Regions from separate parts of the Mus musculus genome. Here region 2 is linked to region 1. Evidence: chromatin contacts called from public promoter capture Hi-C data. All regions are on one chromosome and are shown on one strand. The core of a region is the stretch at or near the end of the contact, and the rest is flanking DNA. Distances in the headings are between cores, read along the strand shown.

Evidence for each region. Promoter capture Hi-C pulls out the DNA fragments that hold promoters and counts their contacts.
Region 2: a promoter capture Hi-C map of embryonic stem cells shows a contact between it and region 1, with 3 times the contacts expected there. The contact joins the promoter of Grem1 here to the promoter of Ryr3 in region 1. A contact is called at or near these places in 3 of 39 promoter capture datasets (embryonic stem cells and liver) and 1 of 484 Hi-C or Micro-C datasets (embryonic stem cells).

Annotation. Positions count from the first base shown.
Region 1 is chr2:113,212,818-113,220,628 of GRCm38.p6, forward strand. It overlaps Ryr3 (ryanodine receptor 3), which reads right to left and starts at 4,266. Exons shown (of 104, transcript NM_001319156.1): 1 at 4,123-4,266. The coding sequence starts at 4,173.
Region 2 is chr2:113,755,079-113,762,889 of GRCm38.p6, forward strand. It overlaps Grem1 (gremlin 1, DAN family BMP antagonist), which reads right to left and starts at 3,570. Exons shown (of 2, transcript NM_011824.4): 1 at 3,413-3,570. Gm46756 (a long non-coding RNA gene) reads left to right here and starts at 6,079. Exons shown (of 2, transcript XR_003954050.1): 1 at 6,079-7,737.

The DNA.
Region 1 (7,811 bases), core at 3,016-5,515:
AAACGTCTGCAAGCTTGCAGTCAAACCTCAGTTCTTTTCCTAAGCTCAGCAGCTAAAACCTCTGGTCAACCCTGGTCCACAGCAGTTAAATGCCACAACACCCTAATGCAGAAGCAGTTTTCCCAGCTCAACTTGATTACTTGGAAGAAAGGGCCTTGCTTCCTATTCACACGCACCAGGGGCATTTCGCTGGGAAGAAGAGAATATTATGTGCATTACTACACTGGTACCGAATCAAATCAACTCTGAGAGATTGTCAAGGAAGAGACTGTGTAGTTGAGAGGCCCTGTAGAGACCTTGGAAGGCCGGCATTAGCATTCACACTCATTTGGCAGTAGAGCTCCCGGTCGGCCCTGCAGATGTCCACACCTGGGTATCTGGGGTCTGCCTTCTAGCTCTGCCTGCATTATGCTCTCTGCAGCTCCAGGAGGATGTTTTTCACATCTTTCCCACTTGGCATCCTGAGCAAAAGTATCTACTTCAAGAGCTGGGAAATAAATCCACACTGCCTACAAGAGAAGCAAGCTAGCATCCGTAGCCACCAGGTAAAAGTTCACCAGCACTCCAGCCAGGAGCTATGAGTTCCAGAAGGGCAGAACTCACATCACTGGTAGAATTCTAATACACAGATATGTTTGAATCACCGTGGAAGGATGAGAGCATCCCTGACTTTCGATCCAAATACCCTTCCTTGTTCAAGAGCAGTTCAGGGACAAAGGAGAACAACTTTTTACAGAGAGGGCTCAGCTAGGCAGCCTGTGACCTGTCTTTAATAGAAATGGATGCCTACCACATCCCAAGTTCTGTTTTAAGTCCCTGTATGATAGAATGAAGCTAACAAGGAGAGGGCTGTGGTATGAAAACAGCGAGTGAAGGCTCAGAGCTTTGTTGCAATTTTAAATGGCTAGTGTAGTCTATGGGAAAACTGCATCTCCCTGGCACTCCTGATGCCAGCCACTCTGCCAACTGTCTGAAGACAGGGTAATTGTCACTCTTCTCGCCATAACTTCTTGTTTTCGGATCAGTGGCTGGCAGGTTTATCTGCTTCTGAGCAGCCTCAGAGCCACGTCAGTGACACCGGCTACGTCAGCAGGAGCAATTGGAAAGGAGGAAGATGCCACTGCCAACAGCAGTGGGAGAGAAAATTCTAACCTTACAGATCAGGTGATTCTTCTCTCTGTCTCTCTGCATAACAGACGTGGCTTCCAGTGACTTCAGAATCTATGGGGTTCCATCACCTTCTGGAGGTTTGGAGTATAAGTTTCATCTCCAAAGCCCTTGCCGTTGACCCACTCTTACTTAGGAAATGCTGGGTTTCAAGTGTGCCAGAGTATAGAACATCAATTCATAAGGGTCTAAAGCTACACCAAACACACCTTGGCTGGCTGCCTCCTACCTCATTCTATGCCATCGATAATTCTAGCGGCTTTCACTGTTGTCACTTGCGTGATCCACATGACATTATCATCATCCTCAGTTTGATTAGTATCCACAGAAGGATGCTACTCTGTAGTTATTTTTTAAGGTAGATTTAAAAGCCTTTGCTCTCTAAGACAGCAATCCTTTAAAGTTCACAGCTGCAAAAGGATGATTCTGTTTCACTGTGAAATAGTCACCTCTGGTCCAAAGCAATGTTAAGGTGATTGACACGTGGCCAATATGCTCTAGCAGATTCCGTTTGTAGGGAAGAAAAATATGCTAAGGTAGAAGTGAGTGAGTTCAAAGTAAAATGCCCTGTGTACAATGCAGGTATATTCACAGGTGAAGACATTACCCTGCTAAGTAGAGCACAGTGATTCTAACTTTCTGAAAAACTGAAAGATAATGTCGTGTGTGTGTGTGTGTGTGTGTGTGTGTGTGTGTACGCTCGTGCAGAGATCAAGTATATGCTTCCAGAGTTCCAATAAATCGTTTCATCTAATTCATGGCTAATGAGGAACAGAGTCAAATTCATCTGCATGGACTCCTAATATTCTAACCTCTGGAGCAGACCTCACAGCTCCATTGGGAGTTAAACTTAACATTACATAATAACAATTACCAGCAACTTGCTGGGTAGCCACAGCCAAGCCGTTTGATTTCCTGTACCTCTCTCAGTTCCAAGCAAGAATAAGATGAAGATCATACTTAAGATTACCTCATGTAAACTACCTCACAATCCTTTAAAAAAAAAATCCAGGTAATTTTGCTGAAGAAAGAATTGGTTTTGTCATACCTGGGAGTCACTCCCTGGTGACCTCAGCTCTCCTTCTGAGCTGTGCAGATACTCAGCCCTCTGCAAATGAACTATTGATCAGGGTGCTTGAGCCCCACAGAGTCTCTAGATTGGCTTTAAAAAGAGTTCCATTTACTCTGATCTCCAGAAAACTGGTGAGACAAAGTTAAACAACCACTGCCATTTTAAGCCTTGGCTACAGGTGTTCTCAACTACAACAACACTGCCCAGTACAGAGAAGGCTGGGAAGATGGCTACCGAAGCTAAGACAAGCAGCCTACATGAAATGAAGACTTGAGGTCAGGCTTCGGATCTCTAACCTTAACTCCTTGAGTCTCATCTTCAAGCTGCCTCAAGCTGCCCAAAGAAAATTTCCTCAATTATCTGTGCCTAGACTTTTAATAATAAACAAACAAACAAACAACATGGCTGAAGAGGGCACAAATCCAGAAGCACCTGTGCTGTTAGTCATTCACTATTGAGGACACCTGTTGGAGGAAAAGCAAAAGGGTCCCACGGGGCTCTGGGAAGAACAGGTAGTTTGCCGGGCCCTGAGACAGTGGGTGGGCTGTGTACAGTGTAAAGATGAACCAGGACAAAGTAGACGAGCTTCTGGCCTCTCGGACGTATTAGGAGAATGGTTGGTCTTCTCTGTCCGTCAAACAAGACCCAAGACTGAGCCTTGACCAAGGAACTGTGTTTGAAGAAGAGACAATGGAAGTAAGGATGGGTCTGAAAATTATTAGAAGGAAACTGCAAAGCAAGAGGGAACGTTCCAAAAGATGGACAGAGCAAAGTTGTCGTCCTCTATGACCAGGACAGAAAGAAGCAGGGCGCTCTTAAAAAGGACAGTGCAAGGTAAGATTTTCATTCTAATTCTCCAGACCTACCTACCTCGTCACCTAGCACTTATAAAGCATTTGTCAGTTGCAAAATATTATGGAATTCACTATTTCATTTAATTATCTTTCATGAAATGCTAGTTACATTTGCCTCCATTTTACACGAGAGGAAACTGAGGCTACGTAGAGAAGATTATATGAATTGTTCAAGGTCAGGTGGCTGAAATCAGCCCTAGGAAGCAACCTGCTGCCCCCTGTCCTTCAAGGTGGTCGACCACCTTGAGTTGTTAACTCCCGAAGGGGAAGACAGGCATAGCAGCGCTGGACTTTGCCCCGTTCCCCAAATCTGGGATGGAGCATTGCCCTCCATCCAGCGCCAAGAAGGGGACCTGATGACGCGGAGCCACAGACCGGGATTTCCCCATTCTGCAGGGTTCTTGGGAGCCTGGAGCACAAACAGTAGCTCTCACACACCCGCGGGTGAGTCAAGTAAGGTTTAGCAGCAGTTGCTGAATAGAGATTTAAAGAGAAGGGAGACGGACAGTACTGGATGAATTCCCTTCTGATCAGTCCCTACATTGCCACCAAAAGCAGGCGCCCGGTTTCCAGACCGGGATCCCCACTCTCGCCCCTGCCCCATTGGCTCCTTTCTTGACTGTCCCCTAGAGCCCAAAGGCAGCTCGAATGAGGGACCCGGCAAGGTGTGGAGGTGACAGGAGGCCGGTTGTGGAACACCTCTGATCTTCTGGGTCGGAGGAATCACAAGCCAAGCTCAGCTTGAAGTTTGAGCATCAAGGGTTTCAGACCAAGTAGCGAGTTGCCCGGAGAGCGAGCAGTCCCGGGTGGGAGACCTGAGAGTGTGAGGTGGCAGCACGGAATGAGGGGGAAAGGCTGAAGAAGGGGCCCCTTTCCACTCAGCCCCTCACCGCGGAGAGGTGGCTGGTCCGCCTCTGCAGCCTGCGAGTGCGGAGAACGCGCCCCGCACCGCGGCGCAGCGCAGCCCCTCCTCACCGCGCCGCGCTCCTCCCCACCTGCCCGCCGCCTCGCCCGGCCGCCGAGACTCACAGTCCTCAGGAACTGGATCTCATCCTCGCCTCCTTCTCCCGCTTCGGCCATGGCTCCCAGGGCGTGCGCTGCGCCCCAGCCTCGGGCGCCTCTGTTTCCCCTAGGCAGCGGCGTGCGCTGACTGCTGCTCTGCCGCTGCTCTTTCTCCTCCTCCTCCTCCTCCTCCTCCTCCTCCTCCTCCGTCCTCCTCCTCCTGCTCCTCGCTCAGCCTCAGCAGCGCCGAGCTAATCCCCGACCATATAGGGAGCTGGGCTAACACTTGACTGCACTGCAGAGCGCCAATGCCAGGCGAGCAGCCCGCCCACCCCTCTCTCCTCTCGCCCCAGCCAAGTGCGCGGCAGCCACGGACTCCGCGGACAGCGCAGCGCGGCGCGCGCCGGGCGGGTGTGGGGCAGAGCTAGGGACCCGGGCCGGAGCCGTGGAACCTCCCCCGCACCGCACGGCACCGCACATTCGGTGGAGACGCGCGCCCCGCGGCGACGGGAAGATGGCTCTTACACAAAGGCCAGTTGCTTAGATTCAGTGCCCCCAAATTGGGCACAAACCCTCTAGATTTGTCCACTTTGCACGGTGCATGTGTGTGTGTGTGTGTGTGTGTGTGTGTGTGAGAGTGTGTGTGTGTGTGTGTGTGAGAGAGAGAGAGAGAGAGAGAGAGAGAGAGAGAGAGAGAGAGAGAGAGAGAGAGAGAGAGAGTAAGTATTGGTTTCATATTTGGGTGGGAGTGCCCATCTGGAGCAGGGCGCTGACCACTCACCACCTCACCACCCATAATGGGTGTTCCTTTTTCATGCAGCAAGGAGAGACTGAGGGTGACTGCTCATCCATAACAAAGTTTGTAACCCCGTGGGTAGCTCTTCTTTAGAGAACCCATTCACTCTTTAAAATTTGATAAGGAGAGGGTACAATAATCAGAATGCACAGTACACGTGCATGAAATTGGCAAAGAACAAACTCAATAAACGTTTTGGTTTTGTTTTTTGTTTTTGTTTTTTTAATCTGATAAGGACACTACACCCCCATTGAATAGAGCTTCACTAGCCCCTGGGAGCTTCAAGAAGCTGTCCTCAATTTGGAAATCAGATGGCGTCAGAATTGTTTCTTTGTGCCCACGCTTACCCATACTCTGCACTTTAGAGCTAGCCCTCTGGACTCAGGGGAGTGTGAGGCTGCTGAGAGCACACAGTGTGTCCTAGGAGGCTACTAATCCTTACCTGACCTTGGGTGGATTTTTTAGGATTTGGGAGCAGTGAGATTGGTCCTCTAAAAGCACAGAGTGCAGGGTGTCCCTTCTGTATGCTGGTCAAGTAGTTTCTGGGCAAAACAAAAATGTTTTAAAAGAAAGTGCCTCAAGATGTAGGTGAGTAGCAGCTCTGGGTCTGAACCTACCAGCTCCTCTAAAGGCTGCCTGGAATACAGCATGCCATCCACACATTGTGGCACTTTACCTTTCATGCTTGCCTCTATGCCCAACCTTTGGATAAAGACTCTTGTCTCCATCACTGGCAAGAGTACATGTTGATAGATGAAAGGCCGAGGAACGCCATCAGCCATGGCTAGAACTTCAGCAGAACCCAGGGAACAGTGAAATACTCTCCGGGTGCTTGAACCATTGTAAGTCATCAAGGAAACCAAGAGCAGTTGACTAGAGGGGGGCCGTGTGACGGACATGGTGGCTAACTGACAGCCTATGGGGCCAGAGAAAATCTTTCCTTTTAGTCCGTTCAGCACTTTATACCTTTTTACATACAGCGTTGCTAAGTGCTATATGTATAACATCTGAAACCTGACTAATGAAATAAAATAGAGCTATATCTAATCAATACTGCTTACTTGTCCTACAACAGGGACTCTTAGGTGTGTTTTATCAACGAGAATAACAAAGCTTTAGAACATTAGAGAAAATGGCCACCATCATATAAATAAGCATCTCCTTTGCTATGCATTATTATCCATGGTGACCAGTTACCCAGATGGTGTTAATGGGGCCGGTGCTGTGTCCTCAATTCTAGGAAGGCTGGTTAGTTTCACTCAATTTGCGAGTTAAGGACCTAGCCCCTTCACTTTGACCCAAAACCTCGTAAAACCTTGTTCATTTTGCCAAAAGGAAGAAGCCATTGAATATAGAAACCAAATTATTCATGGGGACATAGAAACTAAGAGACCTCATTTGATTTAAATACTCTCTGCCCCGGTGAACCTATAGTAAACTGTATAGACCACTGAAATTAGCTTCAACGCCATTTCTCACCACCTCCAGCAATAACTAATCTTGGTTGGCACACCTGTGAAGAGGAAACCTCAGCTGAGGAATTACCTCCATCAGATTCACCTATGGCCAAGTCTGTGGGGATATTTTCTTGATTGCTAATTAATGGGAAAGGGCCCAGCCCACTGGGGGAGGGGTCGCCTTTGAAGACCCGGTCCTTGTATAAGAAAGCCAGGTGAGTTTAAGTCAGTAAACACCAGTTCTCCATGGTTTCTGTTTCAAGTTCCTATGTAAGTGTCTAGTTTGGAGTTACTACTATGGTGATAAAACACCATAACCAAAACCAACTTGGTGAAGAAAGAATTTATTTGGCTTAAGTTTTCACATCACTGTTCATCATTGAAAGAAGTCACCACAGATGTTGGAGATCATACCGTGAGAAAGTAAGCCTTTTGCAGTTTCCCACCCTAATAAGCCAAATGGCCTTGTGTTGGGAGCCAGTCACCTCCTCCTCCCTATCCCTTCCTGGCACCTAAGACTCTAAAAGTTTGAATTATAGTCCCCTCTTCCTTATCTCTTCCAGACTCCCAAGACTTCTAAGGACCTGAGTTATGTGCTGAGCCCAGCTTGACACCCCAGGCTGCCAGACTAGGGGTGGCCACATCCACAATGAGCAGGGCCCTCCCCTACCAATCACTAATTTTTAAAAACACCCTATAGGCTTGCCTGCAGCCTGATCTTATGGAAGCGTTGTTTGTTTGTTTGTTTGTTTGTTTGTTTGTTTGTTTCTCAACTGAGGCTCCCTCCTCTCCTATGGCTCTAGCTAGAGTCAAGTTAACATAAAACTAGCCAGCACAGTTGGCTCCCCTCAATCATAGACTGTAACCTACAAGCTAAAACAAATCCTTCCAAACCACACAAGATCACCCCTAACTGTAGACATCCATTTGCTGAAATGCATCTCTTAAGCTAATTACACTTATGCTTTGATCTGTACTGAGTCAGGCTCCACTTGGGGAAACGATAAAGGCAGTAACTTTAAGAACTGCAGAGTGAGTTGAGGAAGCTGACTCTGCCAGCACTATTATTTTTAATACATCATCATATATGTGAAGCCTCTCCATAGATTGGCAGAATATTTATTTTTATATCAGCAAAGGAAAAAATCTTTCCATGATTTCCATCCGGGTAATTAACTCTTGAATCTTTTCTATGTGTGATAAGACAAAGGGTACCACTACTGTGATGGTTAATTTTCATTGTCAACTTGGCTAGATTTAGAGCCACGGGGAGAACATTCTTCTGGGTCTGCCTATGAGGAAGTTTCCAGAAAGGTTTAACTGAGGGGGGAAGACCCACCCTGGGCAGCACAACAGCATGCTCTGGGACCAGACTAGATAAAAAGAAAAAGTGAGCTGAGTACCAGTACTTCACCCCCCACGCCACCCCCGTGTCTGTGTGTCTGTCTGTCTGACTGTCTGAC
Region 2 (7,811 bases), core at 2,320-4,819, 540 kb after region 1:
AGCTCATTCTCCTGGCAGAAAACACAACGGAATTTGCTGCAAATGCTTTATAGACAGGCCAGATTTTAAAAGAATCCATTTCTTTTTCCCCTTAAGCCTTAATCTTTAAGGAGAGTGAAAGTTAATTTTAGTTAGCTCTTTAACTTTAAATTTTAGAGCCATCCTATAGAAATTAACTAGGGAATTCCTTATTAATAATAAAGGTTGGCTTATTTCTCAGACAAATTTTACCAAGGAGATAAGAAAAATTAATGATTGGCATGTGTCATAAATTGTATGTCCTGCACGTTTGTTGCAAGTCTCTTAAAAATAATCTGCCCACTAGGGCTAAGTCAGGCTGGAATCCAACACCACACAAGGTGAGGAGGAGACACCTGGTGGTTAAATATCTTTGTAGTTTCCGGGAAGATTTTTTTTTTTTTTAGTGCAGTTAATAATTGTATACAATTATTTGAATCCGCAGGAAATGAATTAGAAAGTATAAATATCAAATGCTCACCAAGCAGCAGTACTGAGTGACAGCCAAGTCATATGCTACATTTTGTAATGGTTACAAATATTTGGGATTTGGGATTAAATTCAGAATCACCCTCTGGTCTCTCATGCCCAACACAGCCACTAGTAATAAAAGGTACCTCTTAGTTTTGGTTTGTTTTTTTTTTTTTTTTTTTTTAGTTTTTACTACATCAGACATTATGCTAAACACTGTCCAAGTTTTGTCATGATAAATTATGAGGTATATAATAATGTCTTCCTGTTACTAATCAGGAATCCATCCAAGGTCACATAGTTTATAATGTGGATAGCCAGGGTTTGAGCCCAGTTTCATCTAATTCTAACATGTCCTTAGTCACTACGCCAGTGACATTCAGCACAGCATATTTAACAAGGAACATGTGGCTTTGCTTTTTTAATGCAGTAGATTTTGAAAAATATTGTAAATCTAATAATTATCTATTTTGTATCTTTGTGTTTGCAAGCAGAGGAAAAGACTCCTTCTGTCATGGGAATTCTTGTTGTATTTTGCATCTCTAAGAACATATGTTAAAACTAAAGAAAATTCTTTGCAGATGTAAGACATGGGCTGGTAGCACTTGCCTGGTCAGTGCCTTTCAGTTAAATGTGTAGTTGCTGCTCCGAAATGCCTTCCTCTTCTCCTCCTCACATAAAAGGCTGAAGCTCTCCTATATGTCTTTGGCTTTGCATTCTCAAACACACTCCGAAGCTTTGCTGCCAGCAAGCATTTCTTGGGGAGGTCTGGGACCATGGGGGTTCTTTGTATTCTGTCACTTTGTAGACTGGACCATTGAGACTGAGGTCACCAATAGCATCAATTTAGAAGGACAAGAGGTGGACATTGAGGGGTGTAAGGACTTAGCGTGTTTCTGTTCTTCTCTCCCTAAGTGCTGCTGTGAAAACCGCATTAGCCAATTTGGACTTCCTACAGATTGTGGGTTAACAAAACATTTTACTCAGAGTGAACTTTGAAGATCATAGGAAAGCTGTGAAGTTACAAAGTTTACAAAAGACACTAATTCCTACAATGACCCGGAGGTTAAACACACACACACACACACACACACACACACACACACACACACACACACACACACACACACGGAGGAGCCTTAATCCAACGGTGCAATGTGTCCAATAAGAGTAATGAAAACACCTATATCTGCAGACTTGGTTGTGGTGATAGTGAAGGAGGATCTTGTTTTCTTAAGATCCTTTTCCTTCGTTGCTTTGAAAAGTCTGTACTCCCAAGTGCCCTGTGCCGCCTGCCTGCCTTGTCCCAAAAAGAAAAAGGGGAGGGGGTGAGGAGAGGGCAGCCCTGGGGTGAAAGAAGAGCCCTCACCCTGGGATGGGGTTATCTTAACCTCTTCTACGCTATTTATTTAACTTGTAAGAGCAGTCAGAAGGAAACCACTACTCTGGAGTTCCTGGGACAGCTTAAAGCCCTGGTGACCCATTGAACACAGTAGATTGTTTTAATCAGTTCGTATCCTGGCACCATCTCAGGGGAACATAAACAGACGTGCGCACCACTTGGGTTTGCTCTTTCCACCAAGAGATCCAATTACTTACTGATGGTCGTCATTCTGCCCTCCAACAGTTAAGAGGAGATTTTAACCCCTCACTTCTAGGCTATATTTCTCCATCAAAGGGTAGGGATTTGGATTCTACTGGGGAGGGGAAAGACGGCTGCTGAGCTAGACCAGAGAGCCCCCTAAGGTTCTCTGGAAGGTCCTCGGACGAAAGGCTAGTCATCTCGCATCCTCCCCAGCCAGTCTCGCTGGTGGATGGTTGCCAGAGCCGGGCATAGGCAAACACTAAGCTGAAGAACGCCAGAGAGGGAACAGCCAGTCCAGGGCTATAGAGAAGTTGTTCTTCCCAAACTAGAATTCAGGAAATAAGTAGGACCAGGGAGATGACAGCCACATGCCTTTCCCTTCACTCTAGACTTCTACCAGGAGCTAGAGAGGGCTCACCGGAATGGCTCACAGCAGCGGCAGCGAGCGAGGAGCAAGAGGCAAAGCGCGCAGTAGAGCGCAGTCGCTAGCGAGGCGCAGCGAGGCGTTACCGAGGCCTGTGGGGTACAGATCGGCCAGCATCTACGGAAGTGGGAAACAGCCAGTAGTGGCTGCCCGGCGCCTGCAGGTCTGCTGTATGGAGGATGAGAGCGTGGAACCCCCCAAGAGGCTCAAAAAAGACAGCCACGCGCCGGCCGGAGCACAGCCAGCACAAGAGTGTGTGGCGCGTGCACTCAAGCTTCGAGGTACCCGACCCCGACTTGTTAAGCCGCGCGGATTCTGTCTTACCAGCCTCAGTTGCATCTGCCATACCCGCAAATGCACACGCCACCAATTCCCAAGTCCTTAGCAGTTACCACTCAAAGCCCTGGGACCGCCACTCCTACAGACGCCCCTGTCCCAGCCCTGTACCCAACTCTCAAGGCTGTCTCTGCTTGCAACTTGCTGCGAGGTCGGCTTCAGCTCACAGAGATGCCAGCTCCGGGGCTCTGACTCGGCAACAGTGCCCTGTCCCGGCAGGCGACTCCCGCGGGCTCTGTGCTTCAAGCACCAGGACCGAGTTTGCAGGGTTCCAGCACATGGAAACGGGATGCACTTTTTTGACAACTTCTCTCTCTACCTTCCTCCCTCCCCCGTGGACCCAGTGCCCCTCAGTCACCACATCTACCTCTGCGGCAGGAAGGACCAGGTTCGGTTCTTTAATGCGCACTCAAGGGTCTTTGGTGCACCAAGGGGCTGTGTCACAACTGAGAAGAATTCGAGATGGTATGAACCCTGGGGACTCCTTGGCTAGCCTGGGTTCATACCAACACACACGCGAGCGAGCGCGCGCACACACACACAGAGACACACACACACCAGAATACCGCCGCGCTCACCTGTCACTTCCGTGGGTCCTCAGGTTCTTCGCTGTGGACGAGTGGCGCTGCGTGAGACCGCGGCTCGAGCCACTTGGGCTCGACGCGGGAGGAAGACGAAGGAGAGCGCCGCTACCACGGTACTCTGGGTCTCCAGGTCTGCGAAGGGCGCACCTAGTGTCGGGCATCTCCCGGTCTCCGGTTTAAATGCCGCCAGCCAAGCGCCGGGGACTGCGTCTCTCCATTGGTCAGGCGCCGTCGCCGCCGCGGGACCCGCTATCCGCCCCCTTTCCCGGTAGTGCCCCCGCCCACTGCACCCCTCCTGCTTCCCTGCGGGGTCCCCTCTCCGCCCGCCTCGCCTCTTTGTCTACACCCACCCCCCTGCCCCTGCCCGTCTGGGTGGGAGAGGTCACCCCAGGGAACCGCGCCTGGAATGCACAGCAAATCACATTTTCCGCTCCCGTTGGAGAGGGGAGCGAGGGAGGAAATCCCCCCACCCCGGCTTCTAGCCCCTCATCCCTTTCCAGCCCCAGGTCTGGGCTTCTCTAGCAGGCTGAACTTCGCCTGCATGGGGCTCCACGCTCAGGAGTCCCGGCTGCGCTGAGCAGAGCAACGGAGCGGGTCGTGACAAGCTAGGTGTTTCCTCACCATTGTGCTGAATGGCACCGTTGGACAGTCTGGTCAGACAAAGCAGGAGCCTTAAAGGATCTTCCCGAGGCCCCCAACGTAAAGGGTGTCAACCCTTGAGCTGGTGTTAACCCAGGCGGGCTCCCTAACAGCCTGCAAAAGGATACCCTCTTCTTCTTGGCACTGGCTCCTTCTGCTCAGATGCCCATCTACCTGAGCTGAGTGTGTGGCAGAAGAATGAACTAAAAGGACCCCAGCACTCAGTCCTTTTTATCAAGTGTTAGGGGAGGGAGTAAGAAATATACTGAACACCTAACAGGTACTGTTCATATATATATATGGAATATATAATATAAATATATATTTGACATATATATACACACACAAAGCAACTGAAGCAAGAAGGGAACCTCTGTTAATATCTCAAAAATTAGGACGTTCTGAATGACTTTTTGCAAATGGCAAGCTGTATCTGTATACTCTTAGTGCACTTCACACACACGCACATACCCAAACATACACACACACTGTTCCACAGTTAATAGTTGTCTACAGAGTAGAGCCATCAGATGAGCTTCAAGATCTATCCTGGTCAAGTGGACTTAAGCAGAGTTATGAGTCCCGAAGCCCACGGAGTTCTAATGCAGTGAATGCGGAGTTCACTGGAGCCCACCAAGAGGGTGCTCGGAGCCGGTGTGAGAATAATTTCCCCCAGAGAAAAGGGAGTTTATTTTATAAACTCATTAACTCCCTCTCATCTAAAGTCAAACCTTAATTACATGCCCCTTCCTGACTCATATGAACTATTCCAAATAACAAATGCAAAGAGGGGAAATTACCCTCCTTAAACAAAGTGTTAGTTTTTGGAACGCCGATGCTAGCCTAGCGTTTTCTCCACAGTCCATTTCATCTCCCAGTCATTACATCATTTTTCTTCATCATCATCTATCACTTCCTGTCACCCAAGTATTTTCTAGAATGTAAACTGCATGAGAGTGTGGCCTTTTCTATTTTGGTTGCTTTGATTACATGACACAAAATATGATGTCTAACGTAACTGGGCTTTGATAAATTCCTATGGGCTGAGAAAGTTAGGCATATTTGCACTAAGTAGGACTGTCAGCTGGGCCAAGTGCTGAGAATATAACCTCTGTGGACACAGCAGCAGAGGCCTTAGCCTCTTCAGTTTGGAGTCTAGAATGTTTGTAAATATTTATGTAGATAGGCACTTTTTTGGTCTTTGTATCTGCATTTCCACAGGTGACAACCACTGGTTGTCAACCATTATGTAATCTGGATGAAAGTAACAGAGGACAGATTCTTTAGAACCCTTTAAGCCTAATCACACAATCAAAACTTGCTTTTAATAAGAGGGAAATAAGGATCGCTCAACTAGTTACTCAAATTAAACTTTGATGGCGTTGAGTTAGGGGGAATTTAGACAGGGTCTCAGAATGTAGTCTGGGCTAGCCTTGGCCCTGCAACAAGTCTTTGTTTATTTCCTAAGGGCTAGGATTACAGGTCTGAGCCATCACATCCAGGCCCAAGTGAAACTCTCAAATCTGAGGTGCTTAAGCAAGGGTAACTAAATGATAGATTCTACTTCCTGAAGCCACTTTCCAACTACTCTGACGTAATGTGAGAGGAGTTTGTCCTGATTGGCTACTGGTTTGTAACTGTCTCTTCTTCTGCTTCACCCATTTATTCACAGAATGTCTACCCCAAGAATGCTGACAGGAACTGCATTCGGGAAGAACCTGAAAGACATTTATAGGAAGGTTTTGCTTAAAGCGTTAGATCTCTCCTCCTCCTCCTCCCCTTCTCCTCCTCCTCCTCTTCCTCCTCCCCTTCTCCTCCTCCCTCTCTCTGTCTCTCTCTCTCTTGCCCTCTCTGTCTCTCTCTCTTGCCCTCTCTCTGTGTCTCTCTCTCTGTGTCTCTGTCTCTCTGTGTCTCTCTGTGTCTCTGTGTCTCTCTGTCTCTCTGTCTCTCTCTCTCTGTCTCTCTCTGTCTCTCTCTGTCTCTCTCTCTCTCTCTCTCTCTCTCTCTCTCTCTCTCTCTCTCTCGTGTGTGTGTGTGTGTGTGTGTGTGTGTGTGTATTTAGCTTTTATCAGAAGCTTAACTGTTTTAGGCTCCTGATCTAATTTAATTTGCAGAACCTCTTGAATTCTACTTTATTTCTTCTTTCTAAGAAGACCCAGAAGGCAGGCATCCATGGGGGTTTATTATCTGGCACACAGAGATACATGAGAAGACCTCAGCGCTGCCCTTGTTCCCTCACATGGTGTCTGCTTGGGTCCTGTAACATTAGAATTGGCATGTAAACACCGTGACTTCTGCAGACATCACTGTGAAAACGTCCCAGTTATCGAGCAGTCCTGGCACTTCTCCCTGTAACCCAGCACTTGAGAGGCTGAGGCAGAAAGATTATCATGAATTTGAGGCTTGCATGGGCTAGTGAGTTTCAAGCCGCTAACTCTAGGCTTACAGAGTGGAACTCTGTCTCAACACAAAAGTCACAAGCATACTATTGTATTATACAGTTAATATATACAACAAAAAAATTTTTATAGACACCTCTTAACACTAGGCAATTTAAATAATTAAACAGCCAATGCTGTATAACATGAACATATTAGCAATGCAAGTTTGAGGATACAGGATTTTACTTATGAAGACTTACAAATACATAGTCTGAAAATTCAGATGTGCTCTGTCTTCCTGGGATTTTCTATTAAAAAAAACAAAAACTGAGCCTTCTTTTGCTCCTTTATGGCCACTGTGACTTACAGAAGTCTATTTTTAAAGCACATTTATTCATTATTATTTGACAGATATATATACATGTGTTGAATTTTGGTCATTTTTTTTACCCCTTTCATCCCCCTTACCCCTGAGAGCTTTATTCTTTAGGAAATAAAAATGCCCTCCTACTTCCATGTCTTGTGTATGGAACCCACTGAGTTTACATAAGGTTACCCAGCTGAGCACCAGTAGGTTATATACTGGAGTATGGGTGTATGTCACTCCTCATATTGTCGCTGAAGCATGTGACGCCCCTCCATGAGGGCTACTTTAGGCTTGAAAGAAGGGGAGGTCTCATGAGCCCTTCTCCCCTCTGATAAAATGTTGACAGGCTCTATCTCATGCAAGTCTTACACAGGTAACCATAGCAACAGTGAGTTTGTAAATACATCGATTGTGTTATATCCAGATGACATTGTTTCCTAACAGCTCCCCTGCCCCCGCAGTCTCTATCTTTTATAATTTTTTCTACACTATTCCCTGAGACTTAGCGGAAAGGAGTGATATAGATGTTCTATATAAAACCAAGCACAGTTATTTATTTTTGGCACTTAGCCAGTTATCAGTCTCTGTACTAACTGTAGTCTATTGCTTGGGAAGGATCTAGGGAAGCTTGTCTAATGAGGGCTGAGAAGTGAACTATCTATGAGCATAGAGATAAATATTGAGAAGGCATTTTAACACCATATCCACTGAGCAAAATAATTGTCATCCATTTTCCTCTAGGGCCCATGACCTCCCTGGCCACCAGGGTCTTGGACAAAGGTTGTAGTAGCAGGTATGAACTCTTTCCTGTGGAGCAGGCCCGAAATCCATCAGAAAGTCATTGATTCCCCATGACTACCTTGCCATTGTTGCAGGAGTGGACACATCTGGCCAGGCTAGTGATGACTGGAGCTTAAAGGGCCAACCTTCAGGTAAGATTGGCAATGGCCTTTCCTGCAGGCGCTTCCATAGCACCTTCTGGCATGATATAAGTTAGCCAGCATAG